Linked DNA regions of Danio rerio: region 2 is linked to region 1. Evidence: chromatin contacts called from public HiCAR-type data. All regions are on one chromosome and are shown on one strand. Each heading gives the region's core, a stretch centred on a gene start, on an enhancer-like site or on the middle of the called end of the contact. The rest is flanking DNA. Distances are from core to core; before and after follow the strand shown. Region 1 holds the start of dnmt1 (DNA (cytosine-5-)-methyltransferase 1). Region 2 holds the start of LOC141381302 (a long non-coding RNA gene).

The links. HiCAR-type assays count read pairs that join an accessible place to other places.
Region 2: a contact with region 1 is called in a HiCAR-type map of caudal fin, with 7 times the contacts expected there. The contact joins the enhancer-like site here to the promoter of dnmt1 in region 1. A contact is called at or near these places in 13 of 18 Hi-C or Micro-C datasets (caudal fin, embryo, fibroblasts and 4 more) and 3 of 4 datasets of contacts at active chromatin or transcription factors (caudal fin, embryo and gastrula embryo).

Annotation. Positions count from the first base shown.
Region 1 is chr3:57,150,357-57,158,096 of GRCz12tu, forward strand. dnmt1 (DNA (cytosine-5-)-methyltransferase 1) reads right to left here and starts at 3,027. Exons shown (of 34, transcript NM_131189.2): 1 at 2,834-3,027; 2 at 2,197-2,239. The coding sequence starts at 2,880.
Region 2 is chr3:57,266,094-57,273,833 of GRCz12tu, forward strand. LOC141381302 (a long non-coding RNA gene) reads right to left here and starts at 7,163. Exons shown (of 2, transcript XR_012401251.1): 1 at 6,823-7,163; 2 at 4,811-6,703. Within about 2 kb of position 3,033, at least 12 of the 62 cell types and tissues checked have an H3K27ac peak or open chromatin away from gene starts, as enhancers often do. A contact at or near this core is called in caudal fin and skeletal muscle, where this site is marked.

The DNA.
Region 1 (7,740 bases), core at 1,777-4,276:
AAATTAAAGACTGAAACCACCTTTTTGTCATTAAGCATCAATCCGAGAGTAGGGATGCAATGATAACCGATTTCACTATCAACCGCGGTTTAATTCGTCACTGTTAATTAATCGTAAATGCTTCTCAACACAGAGTTTCTCCATGGAACAAAACTGCTGCAACTAAAAATTATACTAACAGTGCGCTAGTTTAAAGTTCAAGCTTGTACACAAAACGCACGCATACTGGATCAAAGGCTAATTTTCACCATGGCTGAGGAGGATTTTAACTAAGGGCCATTCACATATGCCATCTTTTACATGCACAATTTCCAATAGAGGCACATGGTTTCAGAGCATAACAACACTACTCCCTGACCCGTGGAAAAACCCGAGCACTTCTTCAGAGAGAGTGGGTTATGGACAGTTGCAACACCTCTATTAGTTTATAGGAGTGTTTAATTCCTTCTGGACCCTACTTCAAATGTATTTTGGGCTCATGCAAACCAACAAATATGTTAAAGAAATATTTCACCCAAAAAATGTAAATCACTCCATCATTTACTCACTCCTTAAGCCATACATTCTGCATACGACTCTGACAGTCATGCATAATGTGCATTGTCACCAACACTTGAAGTTGTTAAAAAAATAAGAAATTGTCCCAAGACAAGAGTGGTTATCAGGACAACAGTTTTGGTACAAATTTGAAAGGTTTTTATCCAAAAATCTGTACACTGAGGATGGTGTGAGGGGGAGCAAGTCATGTGTTGATACTTTTTTTGGGTTAACTATTACTTTAAGGGTCTTAAGTTTTTCTTTCTCACCTCTCGCATGTGATCTCACCTGGGTAGATCAAACACTCCGATGTACAGTTCACAACACGCATGATTAATTTTTCCTTGATTTGAATGAGGCAAAAGGCGTTTCCTTCAGCAATCGTTAAAACTTTAGGATTAATCTACATGTATGAAAGCATTTAGGCTTTCCTGTAAATATGACAAACGGGGTAAGTTATTCAGGATGTGGTGAGTTTTCATAGGTTACTAAAAGGCGTTTTCACGTTAAAAGTCTGCTGATCATGATATAGCGATTTTAAGTTGCGTAACGGTTCATTGAAATAATCTGGCAGTGGCTGTTGCTGATTCAACTGGTTTGTTATTTCACACAGCAAATCCAATGACGCAAGTACTGATGATTCTCTCCAGCCAATGAGAGAGCTGCAGTTTTCACATGTCACATTTTGGGTAACAAAATGGCCTACTTGCATCCTTAACTAAGGTGCTAGTAAAATGTGTGACGTACAAATGGCACCATTTTATTATGCATTTTATGTCTTCAAAGTGAATATTTCCTCTTGTTAACTCTTTAACTGCCTGCTTTACCAAATGGTTGACCATATTTTGACATATTTGTTTTAAATAATGACTGTTAAAGTTATTTAAAGAATTGTTTTAAATAATAAAATAATGGTTTACGCACAGCATTGCTGGTTTACAAAACAAAATAATCAATCCTGTTGCAATAATACACTATTTTATTGTAGAAAAAAAAAACAACAACAACAACAACAACAACTAAAAACACATTAAATGAGAATCTGAAATAGTTTATGGCATCCTTCTAAAAAGTAATTTAGTATTCAAAGTTTTATTTTGACTGTTTTTAAATAAAATGGTCTTGCACCATGTTTTCTAATTATTTTTTTTAAATAGTATTTCATGTAATTATTCCGATAGTTTTACCATAAACTGACATTAACCATTTGGTAGAGGTTGATGTTTTCGAAATTATGGGATGTGTTGAAAGATAGGACTGTGTTTGTCTACTAGCGACATTGGGAGATAAGAAATGCAATAAAAAAAAAAATCTTGGTGAGGCAATTAAAAAAAAAAAAGCACTCTCAGAACTTTCAGTGAAGGCATTAGTCTTACTACTTGAACAAAATAGCCTTGAAAAAGAGCACAAGTATACAAACTGAAACTCTTATTAATGATTCATGTTGTAAACTGTATATCAAAAGCCTCTTTACAAAACTGTTTATACAGTTTAAAAGGCCAACAGTTTAAGAAAGCCTTTTGCCAGATGCACAACAACTACACGGTTAAACTGTACATTCTGAATGAAAGGGATTGTGTTATTTTGTGTTAGTGTGGACATGCAATAAGTAACCACCTAATTTCATTTGAACTCATACGCAGTAACGTAAATGTTTACCTCATCTGACAAACTGTCTCCACCTTCATCCAACACCTGAAGCCTAGAAAAATAAACAAACATCCAATTAGCATTGCACAATCACCACTTCAAGTATAAATAACATTTAATAAACGTTGATAAATCCAAAATTTATTGAACTGGACGCATTCATCTCAACACATTGTTGGACAACGCGAGTAAACAAACACGCATGGACAGACCAGATTCACGAAAACCACTTCAGATAATCGTGTCTTTAAGAAAGTACACAGAATTCATTAGTATTTCGTGGGTATAACTGTAATGACTCGTGCAGTGATTGAGCAGAGGGAGACAGGAGGCGGGCAGGGCTTCACTAGGACACATGTGTATTTGGCGCCAAATGCAGTCATACTGACACCTGCGAGGCTGTTCGCATCAAAACAATCGCCTGTTTTACCCACGAAACGCGAGCTGGTGGCGGGCAGAACGTTCGTAGCCTGGCTAAATGCTAACAATAATAAAAACACAGCATCTCTTTTCGCTTAAAAATGGCACACATAAACAACCGAACTGCCGTTTTGTGACGTGATCAGTCTGCAGCGCGAAGCGTGTAAAGCCCGCGAATGAGCAAACGACCATCACAGTGGCATTAAAAGCAAATACAGCACCATACCGTTCTTTGACATCCTCTGGCAGAGACAATGAGGTCTTGGTAGGCATTTCAAGTTCGATTTTGATCAAAGGAATTGACTACTTAAAAACACGATTTAAAACAACAACAGATAAAAGCGGGTATTAATATGTGACAGTGCCAACTGCAGCGCGCGCTGGAGAGGCTCAACGGGCTTTATGAATTGTCGCTAGCAGCTGAGAAATACGCGCGGGCCGCCTTTTCGCGCGGAAACGCGGGTGAGTCGGACGCTACCATTCATTTAAAGCACGGGGATGGACGGTGTCAAAGAAGTTGTGCGTTTGTGTTTCGTTTTAAAATAAATCAGTGAGAGTGTTGTGAGTGTATCTGGGTCTAATTCGGTTTATTAAATGTATACGTTAAGGGTAAAGGAATAACAAATATTAAGCTCATTTCAAGGTTTATTTTCATGTTCACCCCTTAGGAGATTCAACCATTACGGGATGTACCACATTTGCTTTGCCTCAGGGGTGCATATTTGCCCATGAATTTCATTACCTCCTTTTTTTTATTTTTTTAAAGCACATAAAGTAGTGTTGACATGTATACAATTAACAAAAGATCAACAATTAACGTTGTTAACTGAAAGATAACTTCGAAAAGAGAAAGAAAAATAAAAGATATGAATTCATTAACGCTTCCTGTTGAAATATTTAGCTCCTCCTGCGAGTCTGCGACAACAAAACTGTGACATAGTTCAAAATAAGTTAATACATTTATTTATGCAATAGAGACACTTAAACAACAACAACGAATGATAAATAAATGCAGTAAACAGGCATGTCAAATAGAAAAAATATCCTAATGGTCTACTTTGAATGCTTTATATGACTTAAACGAAATTTTTATTTTAGACTAGTCACACCTTTTCTGTCACCACCCATATCTTTCTTTAGGCCAAACAGGGGCCTGTACCATGAAGCCAGATTAGCTGGCTAGCTAGTTAAGTTTCAGTTCTACTTACAATTATAGAATATTATAATAGAATATTTCCCTATTCCTGTAAAAAGAAAAGAGATTTTCTAAGGCGGACACTATTGAAGTAAGAAATAGATACCTGTCACTTCCCTTGTTACCTAAAATGAAAGAAGAACACTTCAAAACAATTAATGGCATTTATCCATGTAATGAGTTTTCTAGAATTCTAGACAGTAATGCTTGCATTTTCCGCTTGAAAGTGTGTGTGTGTGTGTGTGTGTGTGTGTGTATATATATATATATATATATATATATATATATATATATATATATATATATATATATATATATATATATATATATATATATGTATGTATGTATGTATGTATGTATGTATGTGTATATATATATATATATATATATATATATATATATATATATATACAGTTGTACTATTTTAAAATCCTTTTGGGACAGATTATATAGGGGGTCGATAACAAAAAAAATGTAATACCTGTTTTTGGCTATCACATTGTGAAATTTGATATTTTTATGAAAAACAAAGAAATTAAATTTTTGTGCAATTATATGTTGATTGTAGCAAAATTTTCTATTCACAAATGTAGATTTGATAAAGCTTCTCCTCGTGTCAAAGCATTTAATTATTTTTTTTTACATTTTATAAAAATCTATAAAACAGATGTAAACAAAAAGTGTTGTAAAGCTTTCTAAACTTTTGTCAGCTCATATCGATTGACCACCCTAAATTTATTTTCATTTATATTAGTAAGATTTAAGGTTTTATTTATGCTATTATTATTATTATTAATATTATTATTATTATTATGTACTGTGGTTTATTTTATGCTGCTTGGATGTAAGTTATATATGTTTAACAGTGGAAGTTAAAAATGGTTTTAGGTACCATAAATTTAACTTAGCTCGGCTGCTCCATAATAATATGGCAAAAAAAAAGAAGTAATTAAAGTCAAGCTGCCTTCATTCTACCAATAACCCTGTGCAAATTAAACTGAAAATTAACTAGCTAGCCAGCCAATTCAGCTTCATGGTGCTGACCCCTGATGTTCCCTACTTTGATTTGTCCTATGATCACAAACCTCATTATGCAGTGCATGTTACTCCAACAGATGGCGCAATAGACTAATAGATCTGATAAATCCAACCTTGTCCAGCAGCACACCATGGTGCTTTGAGTATTGGAAGTAACATGTTAAACTGTAAAGAGACGTTTAAAGGTTTGCTTGAATGAAGTCATAGTTAATAAGCTGAAATTCTTCACCTCACTCTTATAATCTACCAAAACTCTGAAGACAAGTTAAAAGTGTAAAAGGTTGTTTAAATGGTGTCAGCAGACCATAAATAACCCCAAAGGCTCAAATCATTAAGTCTTTCAGCAGCAATGTATTGGAGTTGTTAAATATTAAAAATAGTAAGTCTGTTATATAAAACAATCATAATCATAATCCAGACCACTGATTTATATGTTTTCACAGATTTTGTAGAGATAAAATTATCTTAGTAAACAACGGTTTACTCATGAAGGCAGACAGTTTGCATTTTAATATACCTAGAAGGTCATATGAGTTATTTGGAGATAATTTGTGAGTTGACAAATCTAAACCAGCCAATCAGGCTTTGTTGGAACCTGATAATTTCTTGCAAGAGTCTGACGAATTCACTTTTGTCTACTGCAGTGGTTCTTAAACTGTGGTACATGTACCACTAATGGTACGCGGAGAAATGAAATATGTACGTATATGCTACATATATTTCAAAATTTATCAAAAATTATGTAAATAATATGCCATATATGACATATAGCCTATATTTCTGAGGTAATCTGCCACGTTTTTTAACTTTGCAGAGTTGCTTTACTGGGTATACTACGCTACTGTATTTTAATACTGCTCATTTTAGTGGTACTTGGAGAGACAATTTTTTTCTGAGGTGGTACTTGATAAAAAAAAGTTTGAGAGCCACTGGTCTACTGCCAACAGTTAAGAGATAAAAAAAAAAAAAGCTTTAATCCATTGATGTGTTCTTGTTTGTTGTTTGGACAGAATGAAATCTGGTGTTTTCCCACAGATGGGTTGCAGCTGGAAGGGCATCCGCTGCGTAAAAACTTGCTGGATAAGTTGGCGGTTCATTCCGCTGTGGCGACCCTGGATTAATAAAGGGACTAAGCCGACAAGAAAATGAATGAATGATATCTGGTGTGAATATCTAAATATTCTTCATGAATATCCTTCACTCATTCATCATGACTTTTATTGTGGACTCCAGCATTGATTAACAAATTAACTTTGTTAAATACACACTAAAACTGAATTTAAGTCTTTTTTTTTTTTGTAATTTCGTTTCGTAAATAATGTCTTAATCGCCACTCGAAGTCATATGCATACACAAATATAGATAAGGGATTAAAGGATAGTGAGTAAGTGTAATTACTTTTGCATTTTGTCAGCTTTCTTCAAAACAAACAACAACACTTTGTTATATTTAATGTTTTTTTTTTTTTTTTGCCATAATTGACACAATAGCAAAAAGGTGGCAAGTCCTGCTTTAAAGAGAATGAAACAGATTTTAATGAGACCAGCTTTTCTCTTTACTTTTTCAGGTACTTGAATTGCTGTAATTGTTTTTCCACCATAATTGACACAATGTCAGGATGTTGGCAAGTTCTGCTTTTGTTAACTTATTGTTAATTTTTGGTCATTGTTACTTCTGGTTAATTTTGTCAGCTATTTGTAGAGCAAATTATAGTATTTTAAAACTTTATATATATATATATAGTTTTAAAATACTATAATATATATATATATATATATATTTTTTTTTTTTTTTTTTTTTTTTCCCATAAATGACAAAACCTTGAATTGCTCTTGTTGTGTCATGGTGATATCATGTGATCAGCATGTACATGTAATTTGTGACTGACTGGAACTCACCATGAAGTATTGGGTATTTTACAGTTTTTCTGAGTGGCTTTGGTGCATTTCTCACAACACTATTTACATTTGCACAACAGTTAATGCATTTCTCAAAACAATTAGTCATTTGTGCACATCATAGTAGCAGTTTATCATTCCTTCCAACAAATTGCAAATGCTTTTGGACATGCATAAATTGCTTCCATACAACTCTCTGCTGTTTTATAACATTAGCATTTGCGTATGTCACGTCTGTCAAAATTAACTAAACTTGTAAATGCTGAATAGTCAGACCATATAAAAAGAATAGTCCTCATTTCATTATCTGATTCATATGAAAATGTTGAACTTGTCAAAATCTGTCAAGCTAATTAAAAAAAATGTATAACTCTTTTTTTTTTCCTTAAAGTGTCTTCTGAATTGAACAATTTAATTAATGATTTCCAGACCTGTGTATGTTGTTTGTTTTAGTTCCAATATGTACTGTAATATTGTTTACAGTTGTGCACAGCTCTACCCAAAGGAAATTTGTTTGTTGTAAAAAAAGCATGTATTTATTCTTTTGCACAATGCTGTCAATAAATTAGAATGGCAAAGGGCAAATGCAGTAAAAATGTGAAACATACATATTCAGTGTCTTGTACTCAGATACCTCACTAAATGCAGTGATGACTAGTGACTTACTGTAGTTTTCAAATGGGTAAAATAGTAATAACAAATGTGCAAATAGTATATACTGCTGTCTTGAGCATTTTCAAAAAATCTGACTTTTTGCACTGGAAAATATGTACAGACTAAACTAATGATGTCATAATGTCATCATATGTCATTATGAAAACATGACAAAGTCATTTGACTATCTTGTTCATAAACAATGGTGTCTGGACTTTTTATCTTGATGACACTGACACTTTCTTTGACATGAATACTTGCTTTTGAGCAATGAGCTGGTGACAGGAATTTACTGGTTATTAACTATGTTTTGCAGTTTGTAATAATTTTTTAATAAATGCGTTAACT
Region 2 (7,740 bases), core at 1,783-4,282, 120 kb after region 1:
AATGATAAAAACTGTGAAGGTTTAAGACTGATTTGGCAAAAAGATACTAGCAGTGATATAGAAATAGATCTCCGGGATAGATTTCTTTCTCATTGTGGAAAATATATAAAAGAAGCAAGAGGTAAATTTACACAGTATAAGATACTTCATAGGTACTATTACACTCCAGTATGACTTTTTAGAATGGGATGCTTAGATGATAATAAATGCTGGAAATGGAAACAGGAGATTGGTACATAATTTCAATGTACAAAGATTCAACCCTTTTGGGAATCTGTGTTAATACAATTAGGTAGATAGCATTTAATGTCCCTCACAGTAAAAAGTGTTACATGCTGAACTGTTGCAAACTACTTATTTGTGTTGAATTTAAACAAACAAATTCAATTTAATAATGTTCAACTTAATTTGTTTGTTTAAATTCAACACAAATAAATTGTTTACAACCACTTAACATAAAAAAATGAGTAAATCCAAGGAATCATCCTTGAATTTTTTTTTTTTTGGATATGCCTTTTAGGTGACAAAACTGAGGTTCCACATGTTACAAATGATGAGTTCACCCTTATAATTTTAGGCATTACTACAGCAGCACGAATAATACTGAGGTTTTAAAAGGATATTCAAGGCCTTACACTTAAGTTATGGATGGAATCCATAATTCAGAACGTATCATATGAGAAAATTTTGGATAAATGAATGGTGATTACAAGGAAATAGATATGTGGGAGATTTTCATTTCCTCACTTGAAATGTGAATGTTCAATTGAAATGTTATCCTGTTATGCTCTGTACTATTATTTTTAGTATTTTTATACCTTTGTTACTGGTTGTTGAATTATTTATTTATTTTCTAAATTGATAAACAAATGTGTAATTTGTGAAGAACCTTTATATATTTTATATAGTTGTATGGTATTGTATGTTATTTCAAGAAAAAAAACTAATAAAAATCTAATTCCCCCCCCCCAAAAAAAAATACAAATAATTGTATAAACATTTCATTACCATCAGGTTTTGGAAATGCTTTGGAGCACCTAATTGCTTGCCTGTCTACTTCTGAACAACAGAAATAAGCAGCAGGCCACAAGGCATAAAGGTATCAGTCATGAGACACAGATGGATGGCATTTGATGGCATATAGGATGCTTTTTGATAAAAATGTTTTATTTTGTGAGAGACAACATCTAGTTGTTGGCAAATTATGTCAACTCCTCATATAAATAACTTACGCTGCATTGGAAGATTTGGATTAGTCATATTTTGAATAAGCGACACAAGACTGTAGTTTTATCTGCTTGCTATGTACATTACCTGACACAAGTCTTGTCGTCAATCCCAATTGGAAGAGCAACAAATAATAACTTGACTTCTAGGTCTAGATCATTTAAAAAAAAAAAAAAAAAAAGTTGTAGAAGGTGGATTTTTTCTGATGAATCATTGGTTGAACTGCATCCCAATCATCACAAATACTGCAGAAGACCTGTTGGAACCCGCATAGACTCAAGATTCTCACAGAAATCTGTCAAGTTTGGTGAATGATAAATCATGGTATGGGGTTACATTCAGTATGGAGAAATTTGCTGAGTGGATGGTGACATCAACAGCCTGAGGTATCAAGACATTTGTGCTGCCCATTACATTACAAACCCCAGGAGAGGGCAAATTCTTCAGCAGGATAGCGCTCCTTCTTCAGCCTCCACATCAAAGTTCCTGAAAGCAAAGAAGATCAAGGTGCTCCAGGATTGGCCAGCCCAGTCACCAGACATGAACATTGTTGAGCATGTCTGGGGTAAGATGAAGGAGGAGGCATTGAAGATGAATGAAAGGATCTTGATGAACTCTGGGAGTCCTGCAAGAACGCTTTCTTTGCCATTCCAGATGACTTTATTAATAAGTTATTTGAGTCATTGCAGAGATGTATGGACGCAGTCCTCTAAGCTCATGGGAGTCATTCACAATATTAACTCTTTCTCCACTGCAGCATGACTTTATATTCTTTACTGTACATTATTTCTGTTAAGTGACAAATCTTTTGTCTAAGCAAAGTCAGACCTTACTGTCCTAATTAAATAATTAAAAATCAAGGCATGATCATATTTTATTTTGGTAAAATAAGCGTAATCTAGAGGCCTTTGCCTTTCATATAAGCCACTTCTGATACCAAATTATCAACAAGAAGTCAAGTTATTTTTGGTGTTTCTAAAACTTGGATAGGTGACAAGACTTTTGCCAGGTAGTGCACAGTTTTTATATTCACAAATGGCTAAGTTAAGTGCTAGGAGCTGGGTTACTTCCTCATAATGACAAAAACATTACCTAAAATGTCACTTACCAATGAGTGACAAGAAGAGGTCCTGACCATGCATCAATATTTGGTGAGTCAAGAGTGAGTATATGTTGCTGGAGCAGAAGTTGCTATAATCTTTTCTTTTTTTAGTCATGTCTTATCTCATACACAACACTACATGTCAAGGACGCCACCACTGAAGCCCCTTCAAAAACTAGAGGTACACAACGTTCCTGTAGAGAACAATCAATCTCTGTTAGTCATCTTATCAAACTTCCCATCTCTAGTCATTCAAGCACCATGTTTTTTTCCTCAATTTCTCCTTTCTCCTCTAATGATTCATTTCTCTAGTTCATGTTTTTCTCCTTCAATCATTTCTTTTTCCATCTCTTTTTTTTTCTCCACCCCCCACATCTCTTTCGTCTCCTTCATCTCGCTCTCCTGTTTTTCCGTCCCCCACCCCCACGCTACTAAAGTTCAGTTTCAGTTTTTATCACTATTCCATAATGTGCATTACTGCGTTTGTCCTTGGCCCAGTGCTGCTGCTGTTACTTTCCTGGTCAGATCATGGGCTTGTGGAGGAGGCCTTGTGAGAGGGACTTTCTTCAGCAGCTGCAGAGTAATGAGTTGCGCTGCAATCTTAAGTTTAATACATTTCACAAATTTGCCGCACCAGACGCCCTGAGCACAGGGCAGCACAGTTCATCATGATTCTTGATTGTTCACTGTTGGACGATACGAGCTGAATGATCTCATTGTGGAGTTTATGGGTTATCTCTGCATGTTCAGCCAGTTATTGCACCACTTTTTATGTGAATGGCTCATTTCGCAATAGACTGAATCGCAGCATGGAAGAAACTAACATGGAAAGTCCTCCAAAACACAAAGACCCCCACATACGAATTGCAGTTACGCAGATAGTGGGTTTTCCCCCCGTGTCTTCTTACCACAAGGTCTTTTATGCAGTGTTTTCCTCAAAACAAAACAAAAATCTTTCTGTCGATCAAGCATGCCACTCATTCTGAATGCTTTCATTGGTTTTTGGTCTGCAGCCCACTTGTGTGCGTTTTCATTCTTTTTCATACTGCGTGTGGTAGAGTTGCGGTTTGGTATGCCGTAAATGTATGTTCACTTCAAGTGGTGTATGTTTTCTAAGAATAAGCTACACATGATGTCTAAAACATATTGAGGTTTTGAGGTATAATCTTATGTTTTAATGCCAACAATCTGGGAGATTAAGTCTTTTCATTGTTTCCTCTGTGTTTGAGCACAGACCAGTCCTGGCAGGCTCGGATTTCTTTCTTTTTTTCATGCTTTCTGTTATTCAATTGGTGTGTTTTCTGGCAGGCCTTTTTTTGTTTCAAGCATAGTAGGAGTGGCTTTGACGAGACTTTCCCTTCTGGGGAAGTGTGAATGTGTATATTTGCGTGTACGGTTTTTGCAACGTCAGCGGAAAGGCAGATTGAAACCTGTCTGTGGGTTATCATCAAAACATACGATGCCTTGTCAAATGAAGGACAGGTGTCTACTAAAGCATCTGTGGTTCAGTGCATCCAGCTGAGCTGTTTCTTATTGATATGTGTTAAAAGAATTATCACAATTTCCTTAAAGTGAAACTCTTTAAACATCAATTCAATTCTCGCCTCTGAAACATGCATGTCTGATTGGTTTTATGCAGCATTTTGGCATGACTCTTTTCTTGGTTTAGACTGTTTCTGGACTGGTTTCTTGCATTGGAACATGGCATGGAATCTTTGCAATTTGATCATCAATTTTTCAACAACTTTTAATTAAAAAAAAACTTTTTGGGTGCTTAAAAGTAAAATACTGCTCAAGGGAGTGTTTAATATAACTTTGAGCTGGGGGTGTTTTCAATCCTTTGCAAAATGACTTCTACTGATTCTGCCAAGAAAAGGACTCATGCATGCAATGTGACTAAGTAAATAGTTTGCATGTGTGTTTTGCTCTTTATCCATTATTCTCTTTCTGCATGTGCAGTTTTAGGAGGGTCTATACGGTATGAAGATAAATGTGCATATCCAACACCCATTGGACATTATTGTACGGCAGCTAGCTCTCTGCAACTCTCACATGGTTGCCCACTGAAGCTAAGCAGGGCTGTGTACTTGAATGGAAGACCACATGGGAAAGCCAATAGTCTGGATGCAGCCTTCATGATCACTCATCACTCGGTGATGCAATGTCAGACACAATGCACTCAATGTAATGAGTGACGTCACTGTGACGGGTAGGGTTAGGGATGAAGTTAGGTAAGCGCATTAAAAAGCATTGGATGCAGCTCAGATTGCACTGCACCGAGTCTGCAGCCAGACCCCTCTCGGGAAAGCTGGGGTGCTGCCGGAAGTGGTGTTAGTGAGGCCAGCAGGGGGTGCTCACTCCCCAGTTCTAACTCCCCAGTATATTAACGTGGACACTATTCACCTTATTCACCGCAGACGAGCGGGCGCAGCCATTTGAATCTTTTTGGCACGAGACTTCCGGTCTCATTCAGTTCCATTTATTTTTAGACATTAAAAACTGCTCGTTTCGCTGTTTGATGTTGCAAACTGATATTTCCTTGGTATATTATTCTACTTGGTCTGTGTAGTCATGCAAACATTTGTTTGTAGAGCAAGTAGTTTGACCGTTTTTTGCCGTTTATTATTCCTAGTCATTTCTCCCATGGGCGACTGAAACGGAAGTTTTTAAGACAATCGCGAAAACAGGCGCACTTCCGCATTTTAGAATAAGGTCAATACTGCTCAGTGAGCGCTGTCGATAAACCGAGATCCTGATGCTCTGTGGTCGTTAAAAAATCTCAAGATGTCCTTTGAAAAAGAGTAGGGGTTTACCACTGCATCCTGGCCAAATTTGGTCACTGGCCTCTGTCCATCATGGCCTGCCAATCATCCCCATATCATAATTGGTTTCATCAATCTGTCTCCTCTTCACCAATCATCTGGTATGTAGTGTGCAGTCTGGCGCAATATGGCTGCAGTCGCGTCTTTCAGTCGGATACTGCACACAGGTGGTGGATTAGGTGATTCCCCTCACAAAATGTGTAAAGTGCTTTGAGTGTTCAGAAAAGTGCTATATAAATGTAAGGAATTATTATTATCCCTTTATTATTCTGGGGTCACCTCAGCGGAATGAATCGCCAACTTATCCTGTATATATTTAGCGCAGCGGATGCCCTTCCAGCTGTAACCTGTACTGCATGTCTTTGGACTGTGGAGGAAACCGGAACACCCGGAGGAAACCCACGCGAACGCAGGGAGAACATGCAAACTCCACACAAAAACGCTAACTGAGCCAGCCAAGGCTCGAACCAGCGACCTTCTTGCTGTAAAGCGACAGCAATACCTTCAGCAGCATTGCTACGCTGTAAGGAATCATAATAAAAATAATAATTATTATTATTATTACTAAAATGGTTACAGTTAAACCGATGCAGCTAGGTGGGATGAGCATTGTAATGCTTCTTCAGTGACATTTTTAAGGCATTGACTCCTGGCAGAAACAAGCAAAAGACAAACAAACAGCCTTGATCACCCTCAGCATAAGGGAACGAAGCTCTAGTTTTTCTGTTTCTCTCATCAGGGTATTATTATTCCAGATATGCTTCATCGGTGTAGTGTGAATACAGTACAAGTTCAAAATCAAAATCACGTCTTTGGAGACTACTACTTCATTACGCCATGTCTTCTGGCCTTCCTTTGTGATTCTTGTCTTACACAGGCCCCTCTAGCTCTCACCATGTCTGCTGCCACGTATACAGATGCTTCAGGCCCAGTGTTGAAATCATTTTCTTTATGAGGTGAAGAAAAAGGAATTAGCATCCAACACTGACGATGTGGCAAATGTGAGAAACAACAGAGTTGGGGCTTTCTGACACCCCCAATCCATCTCCCAATGCTCTACTCCCTCCCACCACCACTACCACCAGCTGAAATATTCAGGGAAGTGTGGGATTACTTTCACAAGGAGAACTTGAACCCCTTGACTTCCTGCCCGGTGATGAGGTCACTAGTCTCTGAGGGAGTGTCTGTGAAATGCCTCCCGCTCAATAACAGCCCAGTCAAGGCCAGAGAAGAGCGGGGGCTGGTATAGTCAGAGAGGACTGGGAGGAGTGACGGAACTAAGCATGGCAGGGGGTCTGGAGGTGACGGTGAGGACCAAGTCGTCTCAGGTCTTGGCAGTCAGCCCAAACACAGTGTGATCTCGCATTATGGCACGCTCATGGAGATGGCACATTGAGGAAATCTTCAGCAACACTAAGTGTGAGATCAAGTTGTGATCATCCACTGTCACAGATGGGTTCTTGGGAGGATCAGTATTGCAGATGGATATGCTCAACAATAATGTTTCTTACCATCCTCGCCTCAGGGCTTTTGTTGCAGATGGTGCAGGACACTGAAAGAAAAAAATGAGAGAGAATAGTAAGCCTTTTGACAAATCCAAACCAGATGAAGTTCAAATTGCTTGTATGAATATACTGTCTGTGTGACATTCAATGAAATAAGCATAGTTACAGGCTCTTTATGGGGCTTCCCTTCGCAGCTGGGCTGATGTCGTTGAGGATGAAGGCAGAGCACCTGGCACAGGCCAGCTAATGTTAGGTGGGGGCAAATCGCACAAAGCCATCTTGTTTCAGCTCATGGTCCAGATGGAGGAGCTCTGTTGCCAAGGATGCTGTTTTCCACTTCCTGCTCCGAAAAGAAAAGACCAGCCCTTCGAACAAAGAATCATACACAGACGCTTTCATATCTCTTAATCAGCTTGGTACACTAGCTGCCTCTCACGCATGCACGTTCTTCGACCTCACACTACTTCACTGCAGTGACGGTAGAGAGTTGCACTTTCCCCATGAGATACGCCTCTTAGGCCTGCATGGGCAATAATAGACTAATGCTTTCCAGATGCGGTCTTCAATGGCCGTACCCAACAACAGAAGTGCCCCTCTTGTGGGAGTCCTAACGACGCCCTGGGGGCCTTTGAGATGGAACGGTTTGAGTCTGTAGTCTCCCCCAAAGCTTTTCCCTTTTTAACATACTCTTCTCCCACCGCAATCACAAGCTGCTGATCCCTGATCAGCACGGCTGAAGGTCAAAGGGACAGAAAGCTAAATTCTTTTCTCAATCTGGTTCAGCTTGTACTTTGATTCCCATGCCATTTACACCACAGAGTAAACCAAAATAGGTGTTGATGTGATTTTAAAAGGATGGAACTCTATATTAATGAGTTTTCAACAGGTCAGATCTCTAATCATCAGATAAACTCATGGGAATGTGACCTGACCACGTGACCTGTTTGTTTTATTAAGACTACGGGGAGGGCGATGAGAGGCTGGGAGGAAAGGCACGAGTATCTAAGCTGTGCAAAGCATCCACTCAAATTTCAGGGCTCAAATGGTGTCCATTTGCCTCAAATTCCTCCAATTCCAAAGTCGA